2 separate regions of the Hordeum vulgare genome follow, and region 2 is linked to region 1. The links are chromatin contacts, called in public Hi-C maps. All regions are on one chromosome and are shown on one strand. The core of a region is the stretch at or near the end of the contact, and the rest is flanking DNA. Distances in the headings are between cores, read along the strand shown.

Evidence for each region. Hi-C and Micro-C count contacts between places; a contact is called where the count stands out from the background.
Region 2: a Hi-C map of seedling shows a contact between it and region 1, with 2.8 times the contacts expected there. The contact joins the promoter of LOC123412812 here to the enhancer-like site in region 1. A contact is called at or near these places in 2 of 6 Hi-C or Micro-C datasets (leaf and seedling).

The regions. Positions count from the first base shown.
Region 1 is chr1H:427,675,918-427,682,205 of MorexV3_pseudomolecules_assembly, forward strand. No RefSeq gene overlaps it. Among protein-coding and RNA genes, the nearest start is that of LOC123442669, 150 kb to the right of the region's middle. Within about 2 kb of position 3,419, at least 3 of the 3 cell types and tissues checked have open chromatin away from gene starts, as enhancers often do. A contact at or near this core is called in leaf and seedling, where this site is marked.
Region 2 is chr1H:428,357,566-428,363,410 of MorexV3_pseudomolecules_assembly, forward strand. It overlaps LOC123412812, which reads right to left and starts at 3,266. Exons shown (of 1, transcript XM_045105763.1): 1 at 2,231-3,266. The coding sequence starts at 3,191. The coding sequence ends at 2,658.

The DNA.
Region 1 (6,288 bases), core at 2,169-4,668:
TCCTCACCCAGAAAATTTTGGGGATGGCATATCTAGGGTATGGAGGGGAGGGGGTTGTGTATGTGAGGCCGGCGGCGCACGGTGGAAGGGATAACCCAAAGTAATCCAAAAAACTCTGCCGTTTCCTCCTCAAAGCTATTTTCCTCACGGAAAGACGGCTTTGGCAAATGCGCCTTCCGCTTGACCACACATCCCCAGATGAGGGGTGCAGGAATCGCAACTGGTTCACGCAAGGGCAATTTCGAATAAGCCCGTGGCACCTTAGGAACCACAGCGTCGCCATCCGACAAAGACCTCGCCAGGGTTGGGGAGGCACAAGCACCCCATGGCAACTGTGGAAGGCGAGGAGTAGAAACTCCAACAACAAGACTAGTAGGAGAAATGTCACACTCTCACAAACCACGATCTAAATTTTTGACCAGAATGTCACCACAACTCCCCACATCACGAAAACTCCCTTACTCCGGTAAGCAGAGATATCACCACGGTCTCCTGGCCACGGTGGTGGTTCCAAACTGCGGAGATGCAGCTCTCCCCCTTCACGACGCGCCCACAGCTCCGAGCCAAGCGCCCTTCGGCGAGCACGTCCGCTGGGAGCCCAAGGCTTTAGGGAACGAGGGGCAGGTTGACCCCGGGGGGGGGGGGGGGGGGGGGGGGGGGATTGGCCAACTCTATCACTGGCGGCAGACGGATGTTGAGACGAGAGGGGCTCTCCGCCTTGAACTGTCTCCAGCTCGCTGCCTGGCGTGGATCCATCGTCTCCGCCTCCTCGATGTCCCATAATATCATATCGTAGTCCATCCAGCCGTCGTCGCCGCAAAAAGGGGCTCGCTCCTCGAAGGTAGATCTGTGGATGATCTCCACCATAATATCTCGCCATTTGGAGCGGTCGGGGAAGCGCCCCCGCACCACGCGCAACATCTCCGCGTGCACCTCCGAAGAGTGCAGGTCGATTTCCGGCAGCAGCTCCACCGGAATCGTCTACTGAAGGGCCATCAGAGCTGCCACCATTGTTGTGGGGTGTGCCTGCCTCGCGTGGCCTCGACGACACCTCCCCGCTATCCTCCTCTCGGATCTGGGGGCTGGGGCTTGGTGGGTGGATGGCGGGAGGCTGAGAGTTGGAGTTATGGGAGTAGGCGAGGCACAGGGGCCATTAATGGTGGACCCGAGGTAACCTCGCAGTCGCCTTTGTCACGGGTGGAACAATCCATCTCCTCTGATCCCAACAAAGTGTACTTGTAAAAGCAGAATGGAGTTAAGCTTGTTTACATAAATACGCATTTCCTCATGTTTTTGTTCTTCTTTCGTGGGAGGCACATTTTCCTTCTCGTGGAAGCACGGATTTGGTTTCGCGTGAGGCACAGTCATCCCTCTTTGGAAAATGATCTTTTTTTGCTTCCGATTCGTTTTTTTCGTCTAGTTTGTTTATGAAGAAAAAAGTTCTCGAAACCTATCAATGCAAGGTCTAGTTATAAAGATCTCTCACGCGAGTAATCCAACAGTAAAAACGGTTTGAGATTTGAACGCACGGTACAAAAGATAAAACGTTTTGAATACTGGGTTGATACAAGTGACGTACAGGCAGTTGCCACTTGTCTTAACATGCGGAGATATGAGTGACCTTTGCAAAGAGTACCAATTAATTAGTAATTTCGCTATATAACATATTTTGATCAAACAGCCATGCGATGCACACAAGCACGAGCAGCTAGGCCTAGCCCATTAACCCCACGTTTTCCCCGTGACTGTAACGGGTCGGAAGAGGCATTATGGCGATCCAACATTGTAGCAACCAAACGATGTATCTTGCAGAAGATCGGCAAATCCAAAATGGCGCCCGCTACGCCCGTTACAATATTTTGTGCAATCAGGAGCACACCCCGAGATGCGCTGGGCCAACCCGATGTCCCTTTATTTTCTCTCTTCAAACTCAAGCAAAGCAAAAAGGATGCAAGGCGGGGTTCAAAATCAGGATCTCCACATTCAAAGAGCAGCGCAACAACCACTACGACAAGCCGATATATACGTTTACATACTTCTTTTTCTTTATTTATTTATTCTTTGTCAAGGTTGCGGAATCCCCCACTTTTGGAAAGCTTCCAGAAGCTTTTCAAACCTTTTTTTGTTTTTGAAACGGTTTTTTACTGTACTTTTCATTTTTCATTTTTCCATTCTATGTTTCTTTTTTCTTTTACTAGAATGCATGATTTTTTAAAATTCGCGACTGTGTTTTTAAAATTCGTGAATTTGTTTTCAAAATCTATGAATTTTTACTAATTGATGGGCTTAATTTCTATAAGTAAATGAACCATTTTCAAACTTGATGAACTTTTAAAAAAATCAATTTACATTTATTTAAATAGGATGAACCTTTTTCAAATCAATGAACTTTTTCAAAATCGTGAAATTTTTCAAAATTTAGTGAATTGTTTGTCAAATTTTATGAACTTTTTTCAAAAATTAATGAACTTATTTTTGAAACTTATGAACTCTTTCAGTTTTTCTAAACTTTTTTAAATTCAATGAACCTTTTTTTCAAAATCAATGATTTTGTTTCCAAAATGCATAAACTTTTTAAAAATAAATTAATGGTCAATGTCAAGTCAACATATCAAGGCATCAATTGAATGGGTTAGTCAACTATGCAGTGCAGCGATCATTTGTTTTTTCAAACGGTCGCACCTGAAGCACTTGACCTCCTATTTGCCGCTAATTGTGGCAAGGAGTCGCGCACTGCACTATGGTGTCGCCCCGACTGGGCCAGTCCATCTTCGGCAAGGACAAGCTGCAACGGACAAGGGCTCGCCCCAACTGGGCCGGCCCAGCTTGTTTTTTTGTTTTATAAAATAGTTGTTTTTCTATTATGTTGATTCAAATTCCGAAACATTTTTGCAAATTACAGAATTATTTTTGAAAATACGAAACATTTTCATAAAAATTATGGATATTTCTTAAAATTTTGGAACAGTTTATCAAATTCCCTAATAGTTTTTCAAATTCAGAACATTTTTCCAAATTCTAGAAAAGTTTTTCAAATTTTGGAAAATTTTATCAAATTCTGGAACAATTTTGAAAAAGCCAGAACATTTTTGATACAGAAAATTAAAAAAAGAAATAGAACATAATAAAGATAAAAAAACGGAAAAAAAGTAAACCAGTTTAGGGAGTATTTTGGAAAATTTCCAAAACCTGAAAAAACCGGTTGAATAAATCTTGAAGGCTTCCAAAACTGGAATCCCCGCAACTGTAATGGGCCGGTTCAGTTCATCCTTCGCTCGTCTTTCTCTGTGCGAAAACCTGGCAATTTGCCGCAACACGCGACGAATAGCATTTTCCAGAAACCACCTCCATCCACCTGCTCGTGTTTTGCGGGCTGGCCCAGTGTGGTGCTGCAGTGATCGCCAGAACTGTTCCCTGGTGCTGAAGGCGTCCTATAGGACTCCCTAAAATACCAGGGTCGAATGAGGCACTATACCGGTACGGTACTGTACCAACCGGGCACTTTAACCTTGAAAAACAAGTCTGAGTAGGGACTCTTGAAAAGTACATAAATTTATAAAAAAGTTAACTATTTTAGAGAATGGGAATATTTTTAAAAATGAAAATAATAATCACTACAAATAGAATTTGAGAACATTTTTTTAAAACAGCAACATTTCCTAAATATTTAGAGGCTAATATATTTTTAAATTTAAGAATAATGTTTGAAAATTGTGAATAAATTTTGATTTTCTGATTTTTTTAATGGAAACATATTTTTAAATCCAATTGTTTTTAGTAGGAACATAATCTAAATTTGTAAACCCTTTTAAAAAATGGATACTTATTTCAACCCTTGAACATATTTTCATTGTTTGAGCATTTTTTAAATTCTGAAATTTCTTCAAAAAGTGGATGACAAACTGAAATTCCGCAGAATTATAACGAAATGGGAACAAAATTAGAAGTTCAAAAATGGTAAGACAATTTGAAATTCCAAGCATTTTTAAAAAGAGAAGAAAACCATAACAAAGCAGAAAGATAACCAGCACAAAAAGTTAAATAAAACAACCAAAAAAAATCCAAACAAAAATCCCCTAGAAAGATCCTAAAACCAGATTTCTGCATTATAAGTGTTAACAGTTTCTTTTTTTTGAGAATCAAGTGTTAACGGTATGTAGGACCTCTATGCGAATAACGGAAGTTCTTCTGCATTGCGGCAAACAACAGTCGCTGCGACATGGGGAAGACAGAGGGTTGGCCAAATTCAGTAGTAATAGAGGGGGTTCTGGTTCTGGCCTTTCAGTTTATTTAGGTTTTCAGTTTATTTAGTTTATTTAGTTATAACTGTGACTAGGTTTTCAGTTTATTTAGTTGTTAGTTCTATTCTCTTTTTTTTTCCAAATTGGCAAAATTTAAAAAATGTTCGAAAACTTCTAATTTTATTTTTAATACTTAAATTCAGTATTTATTTAGAAAAAGGTTCGGAATTTCAACAAAAGTTAACAAATTTCAAATTTTATGTTAATATATTCATAATTGAAAAAAATACATTTTTAAAAACGTTCACAATTTTAAAAAATGTTCCGACTTCCAAATTTTGAATACTTTTTCTATAAAATATCATAATTTCAAATCTATCCGAACATTCAAGAAATTATTTGTCTTGTCCAAGAAAAGTTCACGATGTTATACATTTTCAAAAACTTAAGAATTCTTCACAGTTCCAAAAGTTCTTCCCGTTCCAAATTTTTTAAAATGTTCAAAATTCCCAAATATGTTTGAATTTTTGAAAATGTTTTCATTTAAAAAAAAGTTCTATGGTAATATTCACTTCTAATTTTTTTTTCCGTTTTCTATAAAGAATCAAACAAAATCTATGGTACCCAAATCGGTAGAGGAACACAATTTTATACATTTTTAGTTCATTACAGTACCACGGCTCACTACAATTGCTGCAGTACGATCTTCCTACAAGACCGCGAAATGGTCATTGGTTGTCACTTCTAGATCCAGCTGCTGGTTCTTCTCTCATTCCAAGTTGGCATACTTGCCTCCAATCTCACAGGTTTTCTGAAAAAATCAAGGAAATAGTTTAGTCGACACTAATATTTTTCCACTCCTGAGTGGAGAAGTGCAGTTCAGTCGACCAAATGGCGGCCCGCCGCACCCACCCACACTCCCCTACACTACTCTAAGTACAAAAAAGGACCATGCGTCCAAGTGTTCAACGAGCTCCAGCACATCCTCCTTCCGGACGGTTGACGGGAGAAAATATCCCTAGATCCACCCTGGCGGCAGCGCTGATCGGCCGCCTGACTTCTTTGACTTTCCACCCTTCTTGATGCACTCAAGCTGGCTCGTCTTGCCTTTCGTCATCTCAGCGGCGGCGTAAGGAGATCAAAGCAACACCTGCGGGGCGGAGGCGGAGAGGAAGCAGAGGAGAATCAAGAGACGACACTGCTCCAACCCTAGCGTCGACCAGATTTATAACCGCCCGAGTGAGTCGCTGACTGGTGGACTCGTCGAATCTCTATCGATCCCGATAACAGTGGAGCCGCAGTACGTGGCGATAAGGGCGGCGCAATAATCGAGGCATCGTTACCCCACTTGCCTTGGTTGTTGCGTCATCACCGTGCAGCACGCGCTAACCAAAATTTCGAATCCCGTGAAATCCGGACGTGACGATGTGATCCGTCACATCTCAAGATCCTGTGAGTCACTCGGATCAACTTCAATGCTCAAATTCACTCGGGCATACTTCATAGCAGAATCGATCAGGGTGAATGATGAAGAGTTCAAACGACCCACAATTCTACTAAACCTCAAAGCATGTTCAAGATCGGTATGCCTTCATAAAATTTGCATCGTCCCCTTCCTCACTCGAACGACGATCCATTAGGGGGCTATAATGATGGGGATATGTACCTAGGGTAGGACCATAGGCCCGACCTACATGTCCTACCTAAGGGCACCTCATTATTAACTTGAAGACTACAAGGAGGGTTCCTACTGGATAGCCATAGCGCCCGAGTCACTCGATAAGCAACCACTCGGTAGATTCCCCCCTTCACTCGACAATCAACTTCCACTCGGAAGAACCAAAAGCCAGTCAACGCAGAAGACCAGAAGCCACTCTAGGGAGGCCAAGAGGCGAGAGTTCGGCTGGTCGTCCTAAGTAGAATTAATTACATACGTTATCAGTAACGTAGGCCTTTAAACTCCATTCAACCCTTGGTTGCCCGGTATTGGTGAGGGGAAGCACACTCTATATAAGCCACCCCTCCCCTCTGGCACAAGGGTTCGCAC
Region 2 (5,845 bases), core at 2,016-4,515, 680 kb after region 1:
GACGAATGGGTTCCGGGTTTGCACCGGGAGGGGCCCATCCACCCGGGAGTGAGCCCAATAGTCCTAGGGTGGCGCACCATCCCTTAGTGGGCTGGTGAGGCCAGCCCAAGTGGGCTATGGCGCCACAAGGAGAAAACCAAAGAAAAGAAAAAAAAGGAGGTGGGAAGGAAGGAGTGGACTCCTCCTTCAAACCAAATTGGAGTGGGAGTCCATCTCCTCCTTCGGCCGGCGCCTTTGGGGCTCTCTTGAGCCCCAAGGCTAGCCCCTCCCCTCCTCCTATATATACTGGTGGTTTTAGGGTTTCTGAGACACAACTTTTCCACGTGCAACTCAAACCTATACCTCGTAGTTCTTCCTCTAGATCGGATTTCTGCGGAGCTCGGGCGGAGCCCTACAGGAATAGATCATCACCATCACGGACGCGCCGTCACGCTGCCGGAGAACTCATCTACTTCCTCGTCTCTCTTGCTGGATCAAGAAGGCGGAGATCATCATTGACGTGTATGTGTGCTGAACGCGGAGGTGCCATCCGTTCGGTGGTAGATCGGGACAGATCGTGGGACAGATCGTGGGACGACGGTGATTTGAATCACGAAGCTGTACCACTACATCAACCGCGTTTCTTAACGCTTCCTGCTTAGCGATCTACAAGGGTATGTGGATCCGATCTCCCTCTCGTAGATGAGCATCACCATGATAGGTCTTCGTGTGCGTAGGAAAAATTTTGTTTCCAATGCAACGTTCCCCAACAAAATTCACATATAAGTTGACTACCACACTATCGAGTACAACACTATGTTTCAGAGTATAGGAAGCATGAGCTACACCAACAAACAACTTCTCCTAGTAACGTAGCCAACTAATTATTCATGACATGCAACTCGACATCATTGTTAGGCAACTCATTATCATTGTTAAGTTCTTGTGATTTGTTAGGAAGTTGCTCGGATTCAATTTTAAAAGGTGTTTGCATTTTTTTTTGTAATGCAATTGCTTAGTTTCGCTAGAGAGTTGCTTGGATTTTTTTTGCTAGAACAGTTTTTCATTTTGTGTTCTTTTCATAATTGAGTTGTTTTGGGTTTTTTTTCTACAATACATAAGTTGCATGGGTAGGGGGTCATATAGTTGTCCACAAAGGCTATTCAAGTTCATCATACTTTTTTTTGCTTAAAGTAGACAACCTAAGTAGTAATGCTAGGGACATTTGCTTGGTTTTGCTAGAAATAATTTTCATAGTTGTTTGTTAATAATGAAGTTGCTTGGATTATTTGATAGTATAGATGCTTGGTTTTGTAGGATAGTTGCTCGGTGTTGCTAAAACAATTTTGCATTGTGGTTTGGTAATATTTTTCTTGGTTTTGCTAGAAACAATTTTTTTCATTTTGTTTTGGTAATACAATTGCTTGTATTTGTTAGGATAATTGCTTGGATTTTTTTTGCTAGTAGTAGTTGCTATTGATCTTGCTAGGACAGTTGTGTGGGTTTGTGCTAGGGGGAGGGGGCACGGCACTTGATTAGAGTTTACTAGAACAATTGCTATATGCTAATGTGTATAGTTGGATCTCATCTATTCCCCTTAAACAAGGGATAACGTGGGTTCCGACCTGGAATCTGGACCCCCAATTATAGTGTGTTTAAAGAGATTGGAGGAACTCTTCCTCGGTCTCCGTATCCAAAGATACTGGTAATTAGAGCTTCAAGTGTTCGGTTCTACTCTCCGTTTTATTCATAGTAAGGGAGAGCAGTTCAGTCCACTTGCTCTTTGGCTTACAAACAACATGAGTAGGATTTGCACACAGTGCGAGATCAACTTGCTAGGGGGAGATCAATGTGCCTCATGTTTTGTATGATTTTCTCAATTTTACGCAAACCAACTAATTGCCAATCCTGCTAGGCAAAAAAATGAAGTTGCTTTCCAATAACACTAAAGTTGCCTTCATCGTATCCAAAGTTGCCTCAAAAAAGTTCAACAAAAGATATCAATATAGGATCTAGTTTTGAAGATCTCATAACGAGAAACCCAACAGTAAAAACAAAACTTGATTTCGACACTTGAATCAAAAATTATGAGTTTTAAACAAAATTGTGGCGCAAATAAATGCACATAGAAGCTAGATTTTGGTTGATAACGTTTAAAGATCACATGGACATAAAAAAGATGGTGATAAGGGATCAAAGTGAATATATGTAGATGGATGAGTCGAACTCTCTATAATGATTTGACGCTTGATGGTACAAACTCGCATCTGCTAGCCTTATTCTTTTTTTTTTGTTTGTTTGCAAACATGCCTGACAAGCTCGACACCACCACTAATGTACATGATCATCACCTGACCAGAGACGGTAAATCGTCTTCAAATCCACATAAAACATTGAAGGCAAAATATAACAATTGCACGCACTAAGAAGAAGAATCATAAATATGGCAAATAAAATCGACACCCCATTTGATGGGGTCCTTTTCCTCGGTGTGCAGCGCGTTGCACGCACACCAATCGTGCATGCATCGACTTGCATCAAAAAATTCACAGCATCACGTGCAAGAATTTCACGCACCAATCCCGGAAACCAAATTAACCAGTAGTAGTTGTGTTCAAAAAAAAACCAGTAGTTTGTTGTGTACACGTATATGCAATCACGTAACCAACTGCCCGATCCTACATCGCCGCCACGCCCACGACCTCTCCAACGTCCGCAACGCCATGGCGGCGGCAGCTGCACCGCGGGGACTCCTCGAAGTTGTCCGACGTGAAGGCCTGGGAGAGCGGGCCGACGTAGAACATGAGGTGGTCGGCGTCGGCCATGAGCACCTGGTCGATGCCCCAGTTGACGAACAAGATCCTCACCGAGACGCCCCGGAGGTCCCGTAAGCTGCCGCCAGCCACCCTGCCGGAGATCGTCCGCTGGTAGGTGAGCTTGTACCCGCCGTCCACCTCGAACTCGCAATCCTTGTCCATGAACACCTGGAACGCGCCGTCCGACCGCCGGAGCGTGTAGCCGGTGACGCCCACCGGCAGGATGCCCTTTGGGAACCCAAATTTCTCCAGCATCTCGTACGCGCTCGGCTCCGCGCCGACTGCACCGGCGACGGCCGGCTCGGCAGGGACGTCGCAGGCAGCGGAGACGGAGAAGACGGCGGTGCCGGCGAGCAGCGTGAATAGGAATAGGAGGCGGAGTCGCGTGGTGGCCATGATGGCGTGTGGATTTTCCTGGCTGTTTGGGTGTTGTGTTGCCGGCTATTATTTGCCAGGTTTGCTGGTGAGGAGGTAGGGCCGTGTGGGGGTAGATTTGGGTTTAAGCTTGGGCATCCGGAGATGTATTGTATGCGTTGAGGTCGCGTTGCCGTGAGGTTGGATCCGAGTCTGCCTCTAACTTGGGTTGTCTACTTGGGTTGTAAGTTGACAAGGACCTCATTAGCTACGTACCAACAAGGGAAATGTTTACATCCGAAGCGTCGGCTGAAACGTTTCGCCGGCTCCGCGCACGCTCTGCGATCATTTGCGATTGTGCGTTTTCAGACGTCACCCATGTGTTGTGCCCACGTAGCTAGACCCACACACCGCCCACGGTCGTGTCTTATTCCTTCATTCGTGAGCTCTACGCCTTCACCGTTCATTTCTTCTTTCCCAAAGCAAAACTGCGCACCGTCATCAGTTCATGGATTCCTCTCCCTCATCCTCAAGATTTCTTGCCCTTTAATCAGTGTGAATTTTCCCTGTGGTTTAGCTGCGACTGCCGCAGCTCCACCACTGTTGGTAGTGCAACTCGCCACCGTCGCAACACACCACTCTCGTCTGATGTTGGTCCCAGCAAACCGCCTCTCTAGTTGCAGCTTTTCGCCTCGTCCATTCCAGCAAAAAAACACATACAACTTCTTCGAGAACCCCTGGTGGCCGATCCCAGCTTTTTTTTGTCGCCGGTAGCCGGCTGAAACTTTTCTCATATACGGTTGAAGCTTTCTTTGTCAATGGTTGCAACTTTTCTCTGATTGCGTAGTGTCTGGTTAGAGTTTTTTTTCTCTCGAAGGTTGGAGCTTTTTTCCATTCATAGTTGAAGCTTTTCTGTAAATGATTGGAACTTTTTTCGTTTTGAGTAGCGTTTGGTTAAAGCTCTCTCTATCATCTGGTTGAAGATTTTTTTTATCTAAGGTTGAAGCATTTTGTGTCAACAGTTGTATCTTTCCCTGGTTCGCAGTGTCAGCTAAAACTTTCTTTATAGTCGGTTGAAGCTTTTTCATCTAGGGATTGAAGCTATTTTTCTAGCGGTTGCAACCCACGGATGTACAACAGTTCAAGTCTTGACTCGGTTCAGTCGCGCACCGATGCTCGTTGCTACCGTTGCACCCTTCCATCACCATTGCAGCATGCGTCCCCCGGTGCCATTGAAGCTCTTGTGTGCCCATAGGTGGGGGAAGCTTGAGAGCATTTGTGAAGCCGGCGACGTGGACGGTCGGCGAGGGCTATGACAGGCAACTAGGACAGTCGGCGATTCGGTGACCAACAGCGAGGACGCATGGCGTGGGCTGCAACGGTGACTAGGACAGTCAGCGAGGTCGGCACCCAGCGGCGAGGATGGCCGACAGGAACGGCTGGCGAGGACGGCGACCAGCGGCATGGACGGTCGGCGAGAGGCGGTGACATGCGAACATGTCCGACCGATGAGATATAGGTAAACGCCCGTAGCCGGTCAGCTGACCGAACTTTTGGCCGGCTCGCTAGCCACGGTGGCTTGCTCATCACAGTTCCCTGCCCCGTGTTAGAGTTATAATACAAGTAATGTACCCTTCTGTATTTATCCCAATATATAAGGGGTTTCCTGCATATAGTCCACCACCTGTACATGTATATATATACCGGCCTATGGCCTCATGGTAATACAAGTTGCTTATTTCTAACATGGTATTAGAGCCTAGGTTTTCTTAGCACGCGCAACTCGTGTTTCCTGTCTCCTCCTCGTCCGCTCCCGCCGTCCCCGTCGAAACTCTCGATCTCGCCAGGAGCGGCTCTGCCCAGGAGAGGCTCCTCTCCTCCAGATCGCGCCAGGAGCAGGCCGATCTCCCCCGGCTCCTCCCGTTCCCGCTCCATCCAGGAGCGGCTCCTCCCGCTCCCGCTCCCGCTAGGGGCGTCTCCCGTCAGGCCTCCAGGCTGACTCGCTGCCAGGAGCGGCCCCTCCCGCTCCCGCTGCTCCTCCCGCTCCAGCCAGGAGCGGCTCCCGACAGGTCCACCGCCTGATCCAGGAGCGGCTCCCCGTCCCGTCAGGACTCCAGGCTGCCAGGAGCGGCCCCTCCCGCTCCCACTGCACCTCCCGCTCCAGCCAGGAGCGGCTCCCGTCAGGTCCAGCGCCTGATCCAGCGCCCGCCAGCCGCCGCCCTGATCTGATCTCGATTGGATCTCTGGTTCTAAAAAAAAATGTCTGCTGCATCCGGTTACGTTGCTGTTCCTCGTTGTCCAGTGATTTTTGATGGCACTAACTACACCGAGTTCACTGGCTTCATGCGCATCCACATGCGTGGCATCCGCCTATGGGGCTTTCTTTCCGGCGAGGTCTCTTGTCCGCCATGTCCGGTTCCTCCCCTGGCTCCCACCCCGCCGATCCCACCGGCTCTTCCTACGGATGCTTCTCAGGCCGCAAAGGATACGACTCAGCTTGCTTATGAGGCCACTGTGAGTGCTTATGATGAGAAGGTCTTGGCTTATGAGGAAACTCTTCAGGTGTATCGGGATGCTCTGTCCGGTTACACCCAGTGGCTTGATGATGATGCTCGTGCTGCCGCTGTTCTCACTGCTAGTGTTCTGCCTCAGTTTGCTTCTGAGTTTCTGGGCCTTCCTACTGTCTTTGAGATGTG